Regions from separate parts of the Ovis aries genome. Here region 1 is linked to region 2. A link is a contact called in public Hi-C data. All regions are on one chromosome and are shown on one strand. The core of a region is the stretch at or near the end of the contact, and the rest is flanking DNA. Distances in the headings are between cores, read along the strand shown. Region 1 holds the start of CSF1 (colony stimulating factor 1). Region 2 has its middle 42 kb from the start of EPS8L3.

Region 1 (5,158 bases), core at 1,943-4,442, 80 kb after region 2:
GCCACCTGACCTGCCTCCTGAGAAACCTGTATGCAGGTCAGGAACCAAAAGTTAGAAGTGGACATGGAACAACAGACTGGTTCCAAATAGGAAAAGGAGTAGGTCAAGGCTGTATATTGTCACCCTACTTATTTTAACTTATATGTAGAGTACATCATGAGAAACGCTAGGCTGGAGGAGCACAAGCTGGAATCAAGATTGCCGGGAGAAATATCAAAAATCTCAGATATGCAGATGACACCACCCTTATGGCAGAAAGTGAAGAGGAACTAAAGAGCCTCTCGAGCAAAGTGAAAGAGGAGAGTGAAAAAGCTCAACATTCAGAAAACTAATATCATGGCATCCAGTCCCCTCACTTCATGGGAAATAGATGGGGAAACAGTGGAAACAGTGGCTGGCTTAATTTTTCTGGTTTCCAAAATCACTGCAGATTGCAGCCATGAAATTAAAAGACGCTTACTCCTTGGAAGGAAAGTTATGACCAACCTATACAGCAAATTAAAAAGCAGAGACATGACTTTGCCAACAAAGGTCTGTCTAGTCAAGGCTATGGTTTTTTCAGTAGTCATGTATGGATGTGAGAGTTGGACTATAAAGAAAGCTGAGCACTGAAGAATTGATGCTTTTGAACTGTGGTGTTGGAGAAGACTCTTGAGAATCCCTTGGACTGCAAGGAGATCCAACCAGTCCATCCTAAAGGAGATCAGTCGTGGGTGTTCATTGGTAGGACTCATGTTGAAGCTGAAACTCCAATACTTTGGCCACCTGCTGCGAAGAGTTGACTCATTAGAAAGACCCTGATGCTGGGCGAGATTAGGGGCAGGAGGAGAAGGGGACAACAGAGGATGAGATGGTTGGATGGTATCACCAACTCAATGGACATGGGTTTGGGTGGACTCCAGGAGTTGGTGATGGACAGGGAGGCCTGGAGTGCTGCAATTCATGGGGTCGCAAAGAGTCGGACATGACCGGGCGACTGAACTAAACTGAACTGAAGAAAACAAGAGGTTTATCTCGGCACATCACTTACTCCAACCTCTTATCAGTCCTAAGAACAAGTGGTGTCAACATGTTATCTATCTTAAATCATTTTGTACTGGGACCACTTGACAATGCCCAGGGGAAGTAAGGCCTTAGCCTCCTTCCTCTGGCTGGGCTCAGGCTCAGGCCTTCCTTCCTCAGGTCTCTGTGCATCCACGGCTGCCCCACGCCCTTTAAGCTCTGACTACTCCCAAACCCATGAAAGCAGAGATATGCCGACATGTCCATCGTCACATTCCCAGGTGTAGCCCAGTGCCCAGCACGTAGTAGCCACATGGTGCACATTTGTCAAATGAATGAATTATTCTCTAATGGCTTCATGTAATTCAGTCACTATCGACTGGGTACCAAGTGTGTGCTGGGCACCTTCAATTTAGAGGTAAACACAAGACAAGCTACAGTTTTTCCAGGAGTCATGTATGGATGTGAGAGATGTACCATAAAGAAAGCTGACCGCCAAAGAATTGATGCTTTTGAACTGTGGTGTTGGAGAAGACTCTTGAGAGTCCCTTGGACTGCAAGGAGATCCAACCAGTCCATTCTAAAGGTAATCAGTCTTGAATATTCATTGGAAGTACTGACACTGAAGCTGAAGCTCCAATACTTGGGACACCTGATGCCAAGAACTGACTCATGGGAAAAGACCCTGATGCTGGGAAAGACTGAAGGCAGGAGGAGAAGGGGACTACAAAGGATGAGAAGGTTGGGTGGCATCACCAATTCGATGGACATGAGTTTGAGCAAACTCTGGGAGATGGTGAAGGACAGGGAAGGCTGGCATGCTGCAGTCCATGGGGTTGCAAAGAATCGGACATGACTGAACTGAACTGAAATACAGGACCAGCTTGGAGGAAGTCTCAGTCACAGTGGGGCTGAAGCTTCAGTCTGATGCTCCAGAATATAGCTATCAGCATCCCTTGAAACACTTTTAGAATACTGTGGACAATGAATGAATGACAATTTATCAGAGAAACTACAGAGAAAGGAGCCAAATTCAGTGAGACCACAGGGACGGGAATCATTGATCTGCCTGAGTAGTCAAAAAAGGCTCTGCTGGTGAAGGATGTGGTCTGACTCCAGCCTTGACAGATGAGGTGTTTGCCTTAAGCACAAGTTGGGAAAGGAGCATTGTAAACAGAGGCACCAGTATTAATAAGAGCAAGCAGTTATAAAATTACTAATAGGGGCTGGAATAAGTGACAGGAGATGCCCCTTCCAGACATGTATTTCCCAGGGGATGGGGATGGGTGGAGCCACAGAGAGACTGAAACATTGAACCCTAGGAACTGAAGAAAGAAAAAGCTCTTGAATTTGACTTTATGATTAACAGGCTCGTCCTATTTAGCCTCATTTAGATTCATTCTCATATAGAGACAAAATGAGCTTAATCATTTCAGTAAATCCATTTTCAAAAGCATCAGGGAACTGTAGGGCTTGGGTGCCAATCTCCCCAGGTCTGAGGCTCAGGAGGGATCCTGGGTTCCAGCCAGCGTTTTCATCACCTGCAGGTCAGGTGTGGGAAGCATCTCCTGGGACACAGCAGAGTGTCCCAGTCCCTGTCACAGGACACAATTCATCCCCTTCTGGTCAGGTAGTAGCCTCTCTGCCTGTACCCTGCCCCCAGAAGAGAAGACAGAGGCTGGACGGGCGCTTTGGGGGCTGCATAAGGAGAGGGCTGCCCCCAAACCTGCTGACTAAGGCTCCACAAGGTGCCACAGCAAGCGCAGTCGGTCTCCAGTGTTCGCCCCTGCTCTCAGGCCATTTCCTGCTCAGATTTGGGAATTTTCAGACCCAGAGGGAAAGTCCCTTGAGACACATATTAGAACGAGAGAGAGAGCGCGCGCACCGGATCCGCCTGGAGAGCGCGGAAGGAAAGACCAGGCTCTGTCCAAAATCCGCGCGCTGGAGGGCGGGAGGCGGCGGAGCCCGCGTTACTTTCTTGAAGGCTTTGGCTTTGAGCGCAGCACACAGGGCGACTGGAAGACAAACGGAGAAGACCGGCCCGCTGGGTGGGGGCGGGGAGGCGTTCAGTGGGCCTCCGGAGTGTGTGTGTCTGTCAGTGCGCCCGCGCCTGTGTGTGTGCGTGTGTGTGTGTGTCTGGCGCCTGTCCAAGGTGATTTCCCATAAAGCACATGCCTCACAAGTCCGCTTAAAAGGCTGTGCCGAGGAGCTGGCCAGTGGAGCCCGGCTCGGGGAAAGTGAAAGTTTGTCTGGGTGCTCCGCGCGCCGCCGCGAGTCCCCCTACACTCCCAGGTCAGCAGCGCGGCCCTCGGCCAGGGCGCGGACTCTGCAGCGGCCAGCGATCAAGACAGCGAGCGGCAGAGCGAGGGCGGCCGACGCGCCCGGCCGGGACCCAGCTGCCCGTATGACCGCGCGGGGCGCCGCCGGGCGCTGCCCTCCCACGGTAAGCGATCGCCGCGGGGCCGGGCCCGGGCCGGGCTGGGACTGGAGCTTGGCGGCGCAGCCGGGCTCCTCGGAGCCCACTGCCCAGCGCGCGCCGACTGCAGAGGCTCTTCCGTCTCCCGGCACCGGGCCCATCTTTGCACGCCGACTGCGCGAGGCCCCTCTTGCGCTGGGGCTGGGACCAGAAGCGGCCCTGCAGCTGCTCCTGGGGCTGCGGCACCTCTTTGGGGAAGGGAAGACTGCTTACCCCATTGCAGGGAGAGGCACACGGAGCCACCTGCGGGCAAAGGAGAAGGGTTTGCAGTCAAGGGACAGAAGCTCCGTCCTAGACTCTCTCCACCGCCAAGGGACAGGCAGAATGGCTGTGCGCCTGAGGGTGGCGCCTGCCCAGTGGGCATTCCACACGGGCCATACGCATGCTTCTAGGTCCTGCTGGGGAGTGGGCGCTTCTGAATGGGGAAAGTTCAGGTGCCATCCAACTTAGAGAATGCAAGGCAGAAGGAAGGAGCTGGGCAAGCCACTACTTGTTCCAGCTCACAGACAGGAGCTGTTGGGCACTTGGGTGGCTGGATCAAGTCCGTTTTGTGGGGGATGGGGGTACCAGAGTTGCCTGGTGCCAGCTCTGGATCTTCCTGCAGATTCAGGTTCAGTCAGTCGGGGAGCTCCTGGGCTTGATGATGGTAAAGGAGGTGGAAGGAAGGTTTGGGGTTGCAGAACTGTGGGCAGGAGCTGCGGGCGGTTCACCACTGCCCTGCTCTAACCATGGGCTGTAGCTGGGGCAGCTGCTAGATGGTGCAGAGTGACTCCATTAATGGACAGTAAGGCAAACCCTGCCAGTGGGTTTGCTTCTGAGGAATTCTAGAGGAGAAACCTGGTGGGGGGTGGGGGGATGGGGGCAGCGAGAGAAGCAGAAAAATATTCCGAGGATAAGGGAGGGAGGTTGCAAGTAGGGTGATAGGGACAAGCCCTTCCATGAGGAGGAAGAGCCAGCTGAAAGAGATGAGATGGGGTTAGGAGGGGAAGTCAGGAAGGGTGAGGTGAGGGCAACAAGACAAATAGGGGCTGGAAGTGAGACGGTGAGGAAAGAAGAGGAAGGTAAGCATGGAAGGAAAGAGGCTGATTTTAGACCCTCAGCCTGAGGGTCCACTCATGCTAAGGTCTCTCCAGGGACCATTTTGCCAGGGAATTTGGGACATGGTGAGAAGCAGGTGAGGATGGGTGGCTGGGCTGAGATGTCTCAGAGTCTCTCTGAGCCTGAAGCAGAGATTCCTAGGGCTGCCCCAGAGGCCAAAGCTGGTGGGTGGGAAGAAGAAAGGAGGGGGGAGAAGAGCCAGCCCAGCCAGACACAAGCTAGAGTGTTAACCCTTGGGTACCTGTGCAGCTCCTCCTCTCAGGCCACGTCAAGGCCCCAGGTGCAGGGGTGGTCCCCTTTGGCCACCTTCAAAGCCAGCCTCCCACATGGTGGCTGTACACTCCCCACACTGATGCTTGAAATAACTGCAGAAGCCAGGCAGCCCTTGGGGTTAAGCATTGCCCCCTCCTGGCTGCCCTCAAACATCAATATCTTAACTCGTCTGTGACAAGGCTATCTTCCTGAGCATCCCCTTCCCCATGGACCCTTTCCTCCAAACCACTGACACCTGAGGCTTGGAGCCTCAGGGGCAACCAGCCTGGGGCAGAGACATACCTTCTGCATGGCCCAGTATCCTCCCGT
Region 2 (4,877 bases), core at 1,871-4,370:
GGACATCACAGGCCAGTCAAAGAGACCCTGGGTCCTTGGGACAAGATGTCTTGGAAGCCAGTGCACAGAGACAGGGTGATTTCATGTTGCTGGAAGAAGCCTCTTCCCTGGGGACTCTTGTTCAGGAAAGCTCACCCACCCACTCACTCAGTTGCAGTGTAGAGGCGCACTCCTCACCAAGCCCACCCCCGAGGGGCCTGAGCGTCACTTCCTCGAGGAGACTCTCCCTAGCCCTTGGCTGAAGCTGGCTGTCCCATGACGTGTTCCCAGCACACCCCATCCCTCCTCGTTCTGTATCTTTCATCGCCCACATCACTTGTCCGTTGGCTACGTCCCCTAGTGCTCCATCCTCTCCCTAAGAGTGTCTGTGCTGCTGACCTCTGTGCCCCTGGCACAATGCAGGGCACACTGTAGGGGCTCAGCAAATTGGTGAATTGAAATGGGAAAGCAGCTCTACAATCCACACCGTGCAGATTACCCCTCTTGCCTCTTGGTAGAAACTGACAGAACAATGACAAGCCATGGCAGACTGAAGAAAACATCAGCCTGAAGAGGCGGGAGGTAGGGCTCTGGTCCTGCTGTGCCTTGGACACCCCGATCAGTCTCTGGGCTTTAGGTTCTTTAGTAAGATGACATAATACTTTCGTTAATGTTTTCGGGGATTCATAACAAATTATTATAAACTTCACAACTTAAAACAGCACGTTTGTTATCTACAGCATCCATGGGTTTGGAGCTGGGTCCTTTACGAGGCTGCAGTCAAGATGCTGGACGGGGGGGCATACGTATACCTGTGGCTGATTCAATGTTGATCTATGGCAGAACCCAGCACAATATTGTAAAGCAAATATCTTGCAATTAAAAATTACAGAAAAAAAAAAAGATGGCAAGCAGGGCTGCATTCATATCTGGAGACTCCAGTGAGGATGGATTCACTTCCAGGCTCACACAGGTTGTTGGCAAAATTCGTCTCCTTATGGTTAAAAAACTGGAATTTTGGTGGCTATTGGCAAGGGCTGCTCTCAGCACTTAAAGGCCACCCACAGTTCCTTGCCATAGGCCCTGCCTGAACAAGGGAGCTTATGTCTTCAGAATCAGTGAGAGAAGAAGTCTCTAGCACCAGCCTGCTGGTGAGACTGGATCTTTGTAACATGTTGTAATCATGGAATGGACATCCAATCCCCTTTGCCAATATTGGTTAGATGGTTATTCCATTGATTGGAAACAAATCCCAGGTCCTGCCCACACTTGAGGGAAGGGGATTACACAAGGGCAGAAACACGAGGATATAGGGATCACCTTAGAATCTGTCTCCTATAACACTAATCTGTCGAAATTCTTGAGTGAGTTAAATGAAAGAAAGCACAAAAGCACTTCATCCAGTGCCTGGCACTTAGTGAAAACTCAGAAAATGCCATAAAAGGCAGCTAGAGGCAGCTGTTTCTTCTTTGGCCAGCTTGGGAATAGCAAATATTGATACATAATTGGCCCCCAGGCCCTACTATGTCCATCAAGCTGCTTCAGCCATTTGTAAAATCGGTTTGGCTCTTGAAGGCATTTGAATTTGCCAAATGGCATTAGATGGTATGATCAATAGGTGTTCTTTTTATTGTAGCCTACAGATCTTGGAAAATCAGTAGTGTATCTTATTAACTTTTCCAGCCTCTGGTGCTTAGCTTGTTGGGCTTAGGATGTTGAATTCAGTCTGAATGTGTCACAAGTGTTGAGCTACAGCACTCAGCAGAATAATTTGGATCTGGAGCTATATAGACCCAGAGGGCACGTGGTGGTGGGTGGGAGGGAGGGAACCAGAATAGGTTGAGTGGCCGAGTCAGGCAGGACAAGGAGCCACCTGTTGGGCCCTGCTATGGGGAGACCCCAGCTCCTGTTGACATGTGTGCCACCTGCCTCCACCCCTAGCTTTCTCCTCTTCTTAGTGTTCAACTCCCCTCCCCACCCATCTCACCCACTCCAAGCAGGATCTCCTTGGGATCTGGGTGTGGTGGGCCTGCCAGTGTTCATGGGGGAAGAAAAGAGGGATTCCTTCAGAGACATGGACTATCTGGGCTGCAAAGAGCCTTAGTTAGAGCCCTGGAGAGGGATCAACAGCCGTGTTCAGGATAAGGGAAGAGAACTCATGTCTATTGAGCACCTACTCCTGCCTCTGGGCTCCACACTATATATTTCATTTCCTCTGTTTTTTCAATCTTCAAGGTAGATAAACAGAAACCCAGAGAAGGAAAGCGGCTTCCTCTGGTCACACAGCCGCTGGGAGGTAGAATTAGAACAGAACCTGGGATCCTGAGCTGCTGGTCCAGGGATTTTTCTCAACAGTGCACGCCCCTGGGGGGGCCTTGGTGTTGTAGCTCACTCCTGGCCCTGGCCCAGTTCTCTCTATAGAGCCCTGGTTCCCACCTTCAATTCTTCTTCCCCTCTACCTCTGCTTCCAGGAATTTCTCTGCTTGGGGTGCTCCAGACTCCTGCTGACTTGGTAGGTGGCACCTTGCTCAACCTCAGCCTGGCACTGGAGCAGCCACGCAGCCCATCCAAGCCAGAGCGCAGACACTCTTTCCAGCAGGGGCAGAAGCAGTTTGAGGCTCACACACCTGGGCACCTGTCGCCCAACTCGGATTTGTAGAAGACAAACCAGCGGGGTCATGTCATCACTTCTGGGCAGCGCCACGGCCCCATGAGCTGGAGTCTCTGCAGAAGGCCCATCTGCAGAGGGTGGAAGGTGGTGGGCAAGGTCCCCTGTCCTGGGGCCGGTTAGACGGGAGGTTCACCCACCCTCCTTAGTAGAAAAGTGGAGGCCAGAAGCCAGAAGCAGCAGCCTGGGGGCCAGGACTGTCAGGGCCTGTGAGAGTCTGAAACACTCCTCGGTCCCTCATCTGGGGTGCTTTAGTTCCCCCTCCACTTTCCCTGAAGGAGTGTGTGGGGGGGGGGATGAATTCCTTAAAGGCAGGTCTTCAGGGTAGGGAGAGAAAGAGCTGGGTTCCAATGTTACTTTTGCACTCAAAATAGGTTTGGGGAGAGCTAGGGGCAGCTGTCCAGGCTGAGAGAAGCTGGCTGTGGCCCTGCAGGGGGAGCTGCCGGGGCATGAGCCAGGGCTGCGCTGGGCGCGCTGGGAGCCGCCGTGAGGGCTCGGACAGGCTGGCACAGCTCCTAAGCCTGGCCTTTTCCGAGAAAACACTCTAGGACCAGTCAGTGACCCAGGGAAGAACGTCCTGAACCTAGTTATACTTCCTTTCAGAAGTTATAGGAGTAGAACCTAGAAAAAGAGAAAGCACACAACACACACACACACACACACACACACACACACACACACCTCTTCCTCACCTACCATGCAATATGGGCTTCACACCTCTCACCTCCCCTGGGCCTGCAGAATCATACGAAGCCCACCTAGTCACACACAACCGTCCACAAACACACTGTGTCACACACCTTGACTGTTAGCAGCACACAGCCACATAGAGTCGCATGCCACCAAAGGCGACCCTGCGTTCACACACCATGACACGCCAGCACGTGAGAACAACACTCAGTTCACAGTGAGACTTGACCACAGGCACTGACGCTCACCCATTCGTCTGCGTGTAATCACATACCTGGACGCTGTGACACGCAGGGATTCTGAATCCGCACGGTCACGCACAGACTCATATCACCTTATACAACCACAGACACACTCAGCCACACTCACAGGCAGGTGAGGACACGCACTCGTAGGCAACTGGGCACAACCACACACCGTCGCCGTCAATCAGAGGAGGGACCCAGCAGGTCCCAGATGTGCTTTAACACAAGCGGCAGGGCGGGGGGCTGGGGCGCCTTGTTCTCTGGAATGGGGGTCGGCGAGGGCCTGGCTGTGACCGAGTCAGGGACAGAGGAGTCCACTCAACCCTCCAGACGGCCCACCTTCTGGTCTTCCCTCGGAGCAGCAGAAACTGGGAAGGAAGTTAGTTATCTTTGCTTCCCGTCCAGCAGAGCATTCCTGGGTCCTGATGCAGTGTCCACAGCCTCCTCCCTCCCTCCCCGCCAGTCCGCTGGGCTTCTGGCAGGAAGCTCGGACCCAGGGGGACTATGGTGAGTCAGCCGGAAAGGGCTCAGGGAATTGGGCTTGCAGTTGCTGAAGCTTCTGAGTGAGAAATGGCTGCCTTTCTTGTGAGGGGCTATCCACTGGCGGTCACTCCTCCAGGGAAGAGAGGGTTACAGCCTTAGGACTTGGTGGCGATGGCATTCTCAGCCAACCCTGTGTGTGAAGCAGCAGATGTAAGGTGCCACGCTCCCCCACAGGCTGCGCTCGGACCTCTGTTGCCTGCCACGGGCTCTGTCTCTGCATGGTCCTCAGCTGGGCTTGGCCCACTGGCAGCGTTACCTGCTCTCCACTGTCTTGGACTCATTCTTTTATTCAACCATTCATGGAGCACCAACCATGCCGAGATGCATGATCTGTGCCTTCCAATGAGGAGGGTGACCTAAAAGATGATTCCAGGTCAGTGTGGGGACAGAGATGTACACAGGCTTTTGTGAAAGCTGCTGGGGCTGGCTGCTTGGAGCCCTTGACCTCCAGCCCCTGCAAAGGAGACCAGGATAGTTGCTAATGGTGGTGTCCTTCCCTTAGGGTGTTCTTGACCTCTGACCTCTCCCAAACAAGGCAGGTAGCACATCGGGATGGCTCTTTCAGGAAAGGCATGAGTGTTCACAAGTGTTAATAATATAGCCCTTTTCATTTTCCCAGGAGTCAGGGAAATACTTTTTCAGATCTGAAGGACAACATTTTAAATACCACATCCAAAGGAAAGTTTTGTAAAACGACTTCCTGCCTCCTGCAACTCAGAAGAGTCCCCACAAGCATTCTCCTTGCTGTCTCA

The links. Hi-C and Micro-C count contacts between places; a contact is called where the count stands out from the background.
Region 1: a contact with region 2 is called in a Hi-C map of hypothalamus, with 3 times the contacts expected there. The contact joins the promoter of CSF1 here to the enhancer-like site in region 2. A contact is called at or near these places in 4 of 16 Hi-C or Micro-C datasets (blood, hypothalamus, liver and 1 more).

Annotation. Positions count from the first base shown.
Region 1 is chr1:87,228,419-87,233,576 of ARS-UI_Ramb_v3.0, forward strand. CSF1 (colony stimulating factor 1) reads left to right here and starts at 3,193. Exons shown (of 9, transcript XM_027972813.3): 1 at 3,193-3,445. The coding sequence starts at 3,407.
Region 2 is chr1:87,148,026-87,152,902 of ARS-UI_Ramb_v3.0, forward strand. No RefSeq gene overlaps it. Among named protein-coding and RNA genes, the nearest start is that of EPS8L3, 42 kb to the left of the region's middle. Within about 2 kb of position 3,121, at least 17 of the 54 cell types and tissues checked have an H3K27ac peak or open chromatin away from gene starts, as enhancers often do. A contact at or near this core is called in hypothalamus, where this site is marked.